Linked DNA regions of Mus musculus: all the other regions are linked to region 3. Evidence: chromatin contacts called from public promoter capture Hi-C data. All regions are on one chromosome and are shown on one strand. The core of a region is the stretch at or near the end of the contact, and the rest is flanking DNA. Distances in the headings are between cores, read along the strand shown.

The links. Promoter capture Hi-C pulls out the DNA fragments that hold promoters and counts their contacts.
Region 1: a contact with region 3 is called in a promoter capture Hi-C map of pre-B cells. The contact joins the promoter of Dnajc13 here to the promoter of Poc1a in region 3. A contact is called at or near these places in 3 of 39 promoter capture datasets (cranial neural crest, hippocampal neurons and pre-B cells) and 2 of 115 datasets of contacts at active chromatin or transcription factors (embryonic forebrain and large pre-B cells).
Region 2: a contact with region 3 is called in a promoter capture Hi-C map of erythroid cells, with 10 times the contacts expected there. The contact joins the promoter of Qrich1 here to the promoter of Poc1a in region 3. A contact is called at or near these places in 2 of 39 promoter capture datasets (erythroid cells and pre-B cells).

Annotation. Positions count from the first base shown.
Region 1 is chr9:104,261,496-104,264,534 of GRCm38.p6, forward strand. Dnajc13 (DnaJ heat shock protein family (Hsp40) member C13) reads right to left here and starts at 1,435. Exons shown (of 56, transcript NM_001163026.1): 1 at 1,204-1,435.
Region 2 is chr9:108,515,537-108,518,549 of GRCm38.p6, forward strand. It overlaps Qrich1 (glutamine-rich 1), which reads left to right and starts at 1,551. Exons shown (of 10, transcript NM_175143.5): 1 at 1,551-1,704. It overlaps Qars (glutaminyl-tRNA synthetase), which reads left to right. Exons shown (of 24, transcript NM_133794.2): 24 at 260-405. The coding sequence ends at 310.
Region 3 is chr9:106,279,523-106,282,511 of GRCm38.p6, forward strand. Poc1a (POC1 centriolar protein A) reads left to right here and starts at 1,539. Exons shown (of 11, transcript NM_027354.2): 1 at 1,539-1,934. The coding sequence starts at 1,917.

The sequences.
Region 1 (3,039 bases), core at 185-2,684, 2.0 Mb before region 3:
TTTCTCGGGGGAATACGAATGCTGGTATTGGCCCAGGACTCAAGCTAGCTTTAAGGTCTTTACATCCCTGTTTCTTAACTCTGGCTCCTCTTTTTCTCCTTTAATTTGTTTGTACTTCCTGTTTCCAAACAAATGTGAACTCAGTGTTTTCTCAACTAGGACTGGCGGTCCCGTCCCTGAACGTAATGTGGTATTAACAGCCAGAGCCACCATTTGCGATATTGCAACTTAAACATTGGTTTATACTATATATGAAAATTAAAGGGGCTTTTATGCTGTAAGCTAAATTAAGTTAAACAATGAGGCACTAGAAACAACAACAACAAAAAAAAAAACTAAACTATAGAATAAACGGGAAAAGCAGATCGTGGAAGTAAAAAATCACTACTTTGGGAGTTCATCTCTGTGTTAGGGGGCGATTTTTATTTACATCATCCTTCCACCAAGTGATTAGGGAAACGGTTTCAAGGTAAGAGTGGCTAATTTAGCATCTTACAATAGGGGTTTTTTGGGGGGCGGGGGCACGCAGGTGTACTCTCAACACCCACTTCATTGGGCGTCCAAAGTGCTGCTTCACCTACACCAAAAGCCGCGTTCAGAGGTGAAATCACAGCCCAGCACGGGCAACAGTGAACAGGCCAGGCTACTTTACAAGAAGGAAAAGCCTTGGGGGGAAAACTTGGTGTTTGATAAAGGACTTGAGGAAGAGAACAGCAGCTGCCCCTCCTTTCCCATCAAATCGAAACAAAACTGAGACGAGGAAAAAAGAAAGAAAAAAAAAAAAAAATCGAGTCTACGCGGGACCCCAGAGGAAGGAAGCAGGACCGCTAACCTAAGAAAACCGGAGGCGCCGGCATCCAGGAGGGAATCCCGAGGGCGGAGCCCACAGGGGAAGGAGGTGTGGAGTTGAGTCGGGGAGAGTTGCCGAGAGAAGTGGGGGACAGGGATAGTGATGGGAGAAAAGACGGCCAGGCAGAGAGAGGGGTGGGGCTGCCGGGCAGTGCCCCGGGCAAATGTCACTCAGAGCCGGGGGAGGGGAGGGTCCGAGCGCAGGGATCCCTGGACGGAGGATCGCGGCTTCAGCAGGTTCGAGCCACACACAGCAGCTTAACGCCGCCCGCTCTGGGGTCCCTGCCCGGAGCCCCCGGGTCCCCGAAGGTGGGAAGCGGCATCGCAGAAACCCAGAGCCGGAGGCGGCTTTACCTTCGCAGGAGGCTGGAGGCGCTCCAGCCCGAGCTCCGCCCGCCGCCGGCTCCACGTCTTGAGTAGGATGGAGGCGCCGCCGGCCCCGTCCCCTCTCGCTTTCCTTTTCCCCGCCGGGGCCTGTCGCCGCGGGTTCCTGCGCCGCGGCCCCCACCCCTCCGCTCCTCCCTCTGCCTCTCAGAGGCTCGCCCTGGACGCCGCCATCTTCCACCAGGCTTGCGAGCGCTGAACCCTAACGCGCGTGCGTGGCCGCCGCCCCGGCCGTCACGAGACCCTGTCAGCTGACCTCGGCGCTTCCGCCTCGCGCCCCGCCCTCGGGAGCACTGTGCTCCCTCCCTCGGTGGCCCATTCGCCGTCTTCCGGGAAGCGCCGCGTGCGCGCCGCCCGCCGTTCCGCCTCTCGGGAAGTACGCGTGCGCTTAGCGAAAGAGAGCCTTGGCCCAAGCAGAAGGCGAGGCGCCACGCCCCCTGGAGCGGTCCGAGAGGCCACGCCCCCTGAATCCCTGGAGACACGCCTCTCAGCCAGACGCTGGCATTGGCTACTGTAACTCTGCAAAGGAGCAGCTCTGTTACCTAGCCCTAGTCTTCAGTGTCCTGGCGCATCCACGAAGCCGTCGAAAGCCTCAGTGCGCATCTCTGGTTTAGCTGCATCGTGGGCATAACTTTTACTCGCTACTGACACACCCTGAACGCGGATTTAAGTTTTGAGTGTTCAGGGAGATAATGGAGACCGAAGCCTCAGAGGTCAAAGGCCTTTGCGGGTGAAGTGTTGGGACAGTTAACACTGCTGCCTTCCTGGACCTCTGATCCCAGAGCCAGGATTTAATTGGCCAACTACTTAAGGTCAATTAACTTGCAGCCGTCTGAGATAGGGATTATCCTCTATTTTCAGATAATAAATTGATGTGTAGTTCCACAGTAGTAGACTTAGTATTTGAGCTCAAGTAAGTTGACTCAAGAACTGCTCTCTGGATAGGAACTCACTGAAACTATATGAAGAGGGGAACTCAGGAGAGTGACAGTATCAGAATGAAACAAAGTTACAGATGACAATTGTGTCAGAGCTCTGAGCAACAGACGGTGTCTCATCTAAGATGTGAGAGGGGCAGACTACCCTCTAAAACGTGATTCTGTGGGGGGAAAAAAACTTGTATGGACACACAGTTCTAGGTTTAAATGCTCTGGTGAGCCTAATATTATTATTGTGTAGCAACCCTGGAACTGGAATTTCTCAGGGACCCCGTCTGTGGTTGAATCGTTTCATAGATGGAGGTTTTGGGATGAAAAACATGTAAAATGGTTTCTACAGACTTGACTTTTTGGCCGACTGACCCATTTGTGTTACTGGAGACGACTAGATTTTTCCTTAGGAAGGCTTTCCCACACTGTCCCAGTGAAATAAAAGTGCCTGTGAGCAGCCAGAAATGGCTTGCTTGGAAAGATGAGACCTGAAGTAGAGTGGAAAGGGGAAAAAACAACAATGAAAAACAAAACAAGATGCCCTTGGCCTATCCCAGGGTAATAAAAGCATGTGCTTACGTGGCTTTGTATATGTTACAGACCCTTAGAGTATTGCCAGAACTAGGTGTGGGCGGTCCTATTTCTATTTGGTAAAAAAGGCTGACCCAGAGTTCCTAAGTGACTAAATCAAGGTGAGGTTCATCCAAAAGGTTGAGCCGAGATTTGGCCCCAGACTGTAACACCCAGGTCATCAAACTACTAAACCCTTGACACTGCCTCTCTATTTAATATTTGGAACCAAATAAATGGATTCTCAGAGGTGAAAGGAGCTTAGGTAACATGAACTGCCTCCGTCCCCTGTAGTGGAAAATTCCCT
Region 2 (3,013 bases), core at 301-2,800, 2.2 Mb after region 3:
GGTGCTCTCAACTGCTGAGCCACCTCTCCAGCCCCGGCCCTAACTTTTTTACTCTTCAAAGTAGCAGGCAAGCTTAGAGTTTGTCATAATCCTCATGAAACTAAGGCACAGCACAGGCATCTAGTCCTTTATCTGAAATTACAGAGTTATTGACAACCTTGGTACCTCACCTCCATGATACCTCACCTCCTAGGTGATGAAGGGGAAGTAAGAAGCCCGGTTCGGGGTTGTTGGTCATTTTTCTTCTACTGCCTTTCAGATTGTCTTCAACCGAACTGTCACACTAAAAGAAGACCCAGGCAAAATATGAACTGAATACATGTGGCCCTACCTCATCCTGGAGGCTGGGGGTGCCCTTCAGCACTCCACACTCCGTTTCAATAAAGAATAACTAAATCCCTCTGGCGTCTCTCTGTTGTCTGCCTTTCTAATATCTGAGGACCCTGGAGAAATAGTTTGTTAGCTGGCAGTGGTGGGTCTCATATGTCTTCTGGAAGAATGCACTTCCCCAGAAAAGAGCCAGCCACAAAGTCACTACTGCACTTGGTTCTCAAAGGCAGGTGCATGGCTGGAATTAGCTCAGCACTTACTATGATAAACCTGAGAACCCCAGAGATGCTGTTGCACAGTCACCAGTCCTATGGAGGGATCTAGGTTTGTGTCTTTGTGGCTAGAGATCAAGAGACACATGACCCCCCGTGTGATCATTTAGAAAAAAGCCCTGTCAACTATTTAAGCATAGTGAGATAAATCATGAATGCTGTTGTGGCCTTTCCAGTTTGGGGACCCCAGCAAACTCCCTGGATGTCTATACGGTGCTGAGATGAGATTCCTGGCTATGCTGGCCCTTGGATTGGACCCCGTCTCAGAAATTGACTTCTGAAGAATTTGAAGATTAGAGTTTGCTAGGACAGGAACAAGTGCAGAAGGCACTAAGGTTTGCCCCAGACTGAGGGCCCCCTGGGTTGCTGGGAGCTTCTGGTGAGGCTGTAGGTGAGTGCCTGCAGCTTTAAAGCCTTCCACATTTTCCCTGTATACAAACACTAGGCTACCCAAGGCCTGCTTTAAGGTGGACCTGACTGTGGCAAAGCGATCTCAGATGAGAGGTGGTGCTGGGGGTTCCTGAAGCTGTTTTCTCCCGTGCACTAACGCCCCGAGCGCTTCCCAGGCGCGGCACAATGGTTAAAGCTGCGCCCAGTTCAGGGGTTTGAAAGGGGGCCACCTTAACCACGAGGCCGAGCTAGGCCCGGCCCCGCCTCGCGTGGAACTGTGCAACTAGAGGAGGCGCTAGCGGGACACCGTAGGTGGCTTCAAAAAGCATGCTTTCAGACCCAGGGCAGGGGCAAAATACCCCTGGATGCTGAACCCCGGGCCTAAGCCCCGCCCCGCATGGAGGGGTGCCCATGGGCGTGGCGCTCCTTCCCACAACGAGGGGTACGCTCTCCACTCCAACCGGTTCCCTCTGTGGCTGCAGCGTTCCCTTTAAGCCTGGCAGGCAGCTCTCGCGGGATCCGACGCTCCGGTTCTCGCGAGAAGGGCCTTCGGCTCCCATTGGCCGTGAGGGCTGAATGTAAGATGGCGCCCAGGGAGCTGTGAGGAGAAAATCCTGTCGGTCTCGGAGCGGCGACGGCAGAACCGAGGCCCCGGGCGGTGAAGCGGGGCCGGCGGGTAGAACGGAGGCAGCGGCGGCGGTGACGTCGCCGGGTGAGGGCTCTGGTGAGGGCGGGGACGCAGCAAGGCTCTGGCTCGAAGGCGGCAGGCCCACCCTACACAACGGCGGGCGGGCGGGGGCGGGCGGGCCGCTGCCGCTGGGCCCAGGCGACCTCAGGGCGGCTTCAGAGCGGAGAACGTCCCTCGGCTCGCGAGCCTCCGCCCCACGGGTGGGGGAGGGGCGGGCCTGAGGGGCGGGTGGGCGCGGCGCACGGGGGCGCGCGGAGGCGCGCGCGCACGAGCGTGGCTTTTTTTTTTCTTTTTTTTTTTTTTCTCATTTTTCTGCGCGCGCGCGTGCGTTATCGTGCGCGCTGTGCGGTCCTCTCGTTGCGCGTAGCCGCCCGACGTGCGCGTCCCCGTTGGCTCTCAGCTGTGGCCCGTGGGCTAGAACGGCTTCCGGGGCGCGCGCCACCCCGCGACCCCCCGGTTTTGCGGCGCGCGCCCTGCTGTTGGTCGCTCACGCTGTCCGGAGTGCGCGCCGGACGCCCCTTCCAAGAGGAGGGCAGACGGGCGGGCGGGCGAGCGGCCTGGCGGACGACCGACCTGCCGACTGGGGAAGGTTGAGGGTTGGGCCCTTGTCCTCGTGACGTCCGGGGCAGCGGTGGCCTAGGTCTGCGGAGAAACATAGCGGCTTTGCGGTCTGGCTTGCGGCTCCGCTCCTCCGGGAGGCGGACAGGAGTGCTCGTACTAACTGAAGAATGCTGTTACTTAAGCGAGGCCCAAGGACTGGGTGGGTGCTTGGGGAGGGTGCTGCTCTGCTTGGGAAACCGAGTCCTGCTGGCCGGAGAGGGCATTGGGTCCCCATGGGTTTCCTCACCTTGTACTGGTGCTTTGTGCTGAGGAGAGAAGGTTACCATTACCAGGCCCCGCTTTTCTTCCATTAGAACCGATTCTTCCATAAGCGCAGTTGATACACGTCACCTCTGTGCGCTCCGGAAAGAGATCCTCCTCTGTATATGGTATCAAACTCTCGGAGCTCTAAAATTCCGCTTTAAATCCTCACTTAAATGCAGCCTCCCCCCCCCCTTTTTTTTTTCCACCTCCGCGTGGGTGGGAGGGGCTTGCCTTTCTGTTCTTGATAAGGGCTGTTTCTTAACCTTGATTAACTTGATCAATGCTTTGCCGGTTTTTTTCTTTGTAATTTCTAAAATGTCCAGCAAAAATTTCTAAAATCTGCCTGTCACTATAAAAACTATGTAACTGAAGTTCTTCTCAGCTTTTTTTTTTCTTTCCACATTTTGTTTCAGTGCTGTGATCTTCTATCTAGGAAATTCTAGGTTTGTGATGGAGAAATACACAGCTC
Region 3 (2,989 bases), core at 289-2,788:
AGAAAAGAAAAAAAGCAAGGCAACAGAAAAAGATTAGTGGGGCTGGTTTAAGGTTACTTGGGACTGGGTTTCAGACCCAGCACCCACGTGACAGCTCACAACTGTTTGCAACGCCAGTTCCAGGGGATCCGGCGTCTTCATAAGACATCAGACATAAGTATGGTACATATACATACAGGTAGGCAAAACATTCCTACATATGACATTCCTAAAAAAGTAAAAATAAAAAGTCTGTGGCTGCCAGAGGAAGGAACGCTAGGACCACATAGAGAGACCTTATCTGGAAAAGCAGCAAACTGCTACAGCTTGGGAATTTCCTGAGAGGCAATTCATTTTGACATTGTAGGAATATACAAACGTGACCATCATGTTTCTGGCATGGGGTGCTCGTGACACACTTATTGACAAGAGAAAAACTGAAAACTGTTTATGGGAAGGCTGGGAATTTGTGAGCACCTATTTTTGTCTTGAGACTTTCACCTTGCCTATGTTAAATTAGCTTAAACATTTCTAATGTCAAGGTACCAATTCTATGCCAACATAGTTAAAATAGGATCAGATATAGATCCTGTATCTCTCATCAAAACACTAAAAGAATTATTTTTAATGGTGTGTGTGTGTGTGCCTCAGGAGACAAGAGGTGTTGAACTGCCTCAGAACTGGAGTTCCAGGCAGTTGTAAACCATCTGACATGGGAGCTGGGAATAGAACTTTCGTCCTCTGGGAGAACCATATACACTCTGAACCAATGAATCATTCTTTTAGGTCCAAATACACTCCCCCACACGCCAGTTTCTGAGTTTACTGTCCCTGCAGATTTAGGGACACAGTTTCAAGCCTAGGCATGTGGTAAGAAACCTCAGGACACAGCCAGATCCTAATTAGTGTTTTGAGTATGGACAAGTTGGCCGGCCCAGGAGAGATGATGGATGGAAGGTTCTTGAATCTTACAAAACATCCAGTTCAGGTCAGATGCACAGGTCACTCTGGGCTTCGGCTGCTTTCATTGCAGAAGGTGGAAAAGGACGGCCTCTGGTGGTTCCGCCCGACGATTGCTTCTTTCACCTTTTTTTTTTTTTTGGAGCTAAGGTCAGGCTACGACCCAAAGCCTTCTTAAGGCTAAAGAGTTCCGAGCAAGACGGGCCGCAGTCACATCCCCTCTTAAGACAAACGCGGAGGCAGGCCCTCGGAGTAGACGCATTTTTCCTGAGGTCACCCAGTAGAGAATTAAGAATTGAACATATGTCTTTCTGCACCATGGTTCTGACTCTTGAATGACTCCATTTTTTTTTTTTTTAAATAGACACTTAGGAGTATTCGCAGGAACGAACCATTCTGGGGTCCCAAGGCGCTAATAACCTGGTTCTCCATGGCGCCTTGATCGGACGTTTTAAGCCAAGAGCAAGGCCAGTCAGTATCCTCCTTCCGGGATACTTAAGCCTGTCACTCATAATGGTAAAACTCCGCCCGCCCCGGAGCATCTCGGTAAATGTAGTTCTACCTTTATTAAGACTGTGGGGTATAAGTGCTATGTAGAACTTCATTTCCCCGATGGCTGCGCGCTCCGTTACCTGAGCTAGAGCTGAAGGGCCGAAACCTTCATCTAAGATTTTTTTTTTTAAGTTCTTAGGAGGAAAGTGTGACAGCGAACTGAGGCTTTTGGCTGCTCGGCGGGTCACCTCATCTGGAAGAGCGGGAGGACAAGAGCTTGACGCCTATCGAACGACCCGACTTCCGGTCGGCGGACAAAAACCTAGGGCGCTTCTCCTTTAATTGCGGTGGGCGGGACGCGGCGACGCCACCGGCGTTGCTATTGGTGGCGATTGGGGGCGCGGAAACTGAACTGGCACAACTGCCGACCCAGCTATCTCTGGCACTTGGGGCACAGCTGGTCCTACCAGCCCGCTAGCCCCGCTATGGCTGCTCCCAGCCAGGTAAGTCCCTGGATAGTGAGCACCTGACTGGTTGGAACAATGGCCGCGAGAGAGGCGGATGGTGACGCGGGGTTCTAGGGTGACCTCCTCATCCAAGGTTACGGGGTGGATCCGGGCATTGACTTAGCACCCCAGGTGCCAGGCTAGATGTTAGACCACCAGGACGAAGAAATAAGTCTCTGCCTCTGGAATGTACGGCGTATTGAGGAAGACACCATCAAGGCCCGACCCTTGTCGTGGCCTGGGGCGAGCCTCGTAAGCTTGGCCTCTTGTGAGCAACAGGTCTTTTTTGGAGGTGACATCCTTTTCCAACAAGTAGAAGCAGTAGGCCATCGGGATGCCTGGGATAGCGGAAGCCTGCAGTGTGTCCAGGGCTCGATTCTGACCCCTCCCCCCACTCCAGAAAAGGACTTCAAATTGGTCCTTTAAATAAGAATTTGCTTCCACAGGGCCAGGTGGTACCTGATGCACCTGAGAAGACTTGGGTAGAAATAGAAACCAGACTTTTGAGTGCCGATTTGATATTCTGTTTACATTTAGCTCCACGCAGATTTTAGGGGAAACTGTTCAGGGAAGAAGGCATTGGGAAGGGGTGTCACTGATGGAGTCAGACCTGAATCTGCTTCTGCCCACTGAGCCTAGGATGGACACTTCCTCACCCTTGTGTTTCTGAGAGGCTCTGGTGAGGACAGGAGAGGGAATGAGCCCTTGCTCCTTAGTTGATTCTTACCCCTGAACTACCAGGCCATCTGTTAAAAGGCGTGAACCTGCAGGTGTGCTTGGGGGTGGAGCTGGGCACTGGGCCTCACCTTTGTTTGGGGTAGAGCTTTGTGGAATAGCAATGGCTTCGCTGTATCATAGAAATATCCTTTCCCAAGCTGGGTTCCTTGGAGCTCTTCAGGTGGTTTGGTTGTGTGTGTGTGTGTGTGTTTTGTCGTTTTGTTTTTTTTGTTGTTGTTGTTTGCTTGTTTTGTTTTTAATTTTTGGTGTTTGAGGTGGAGGGAGATAACTTACTATGGTCTTGGCTCTCTTGGAATTTACTGTGTGGACCAGGC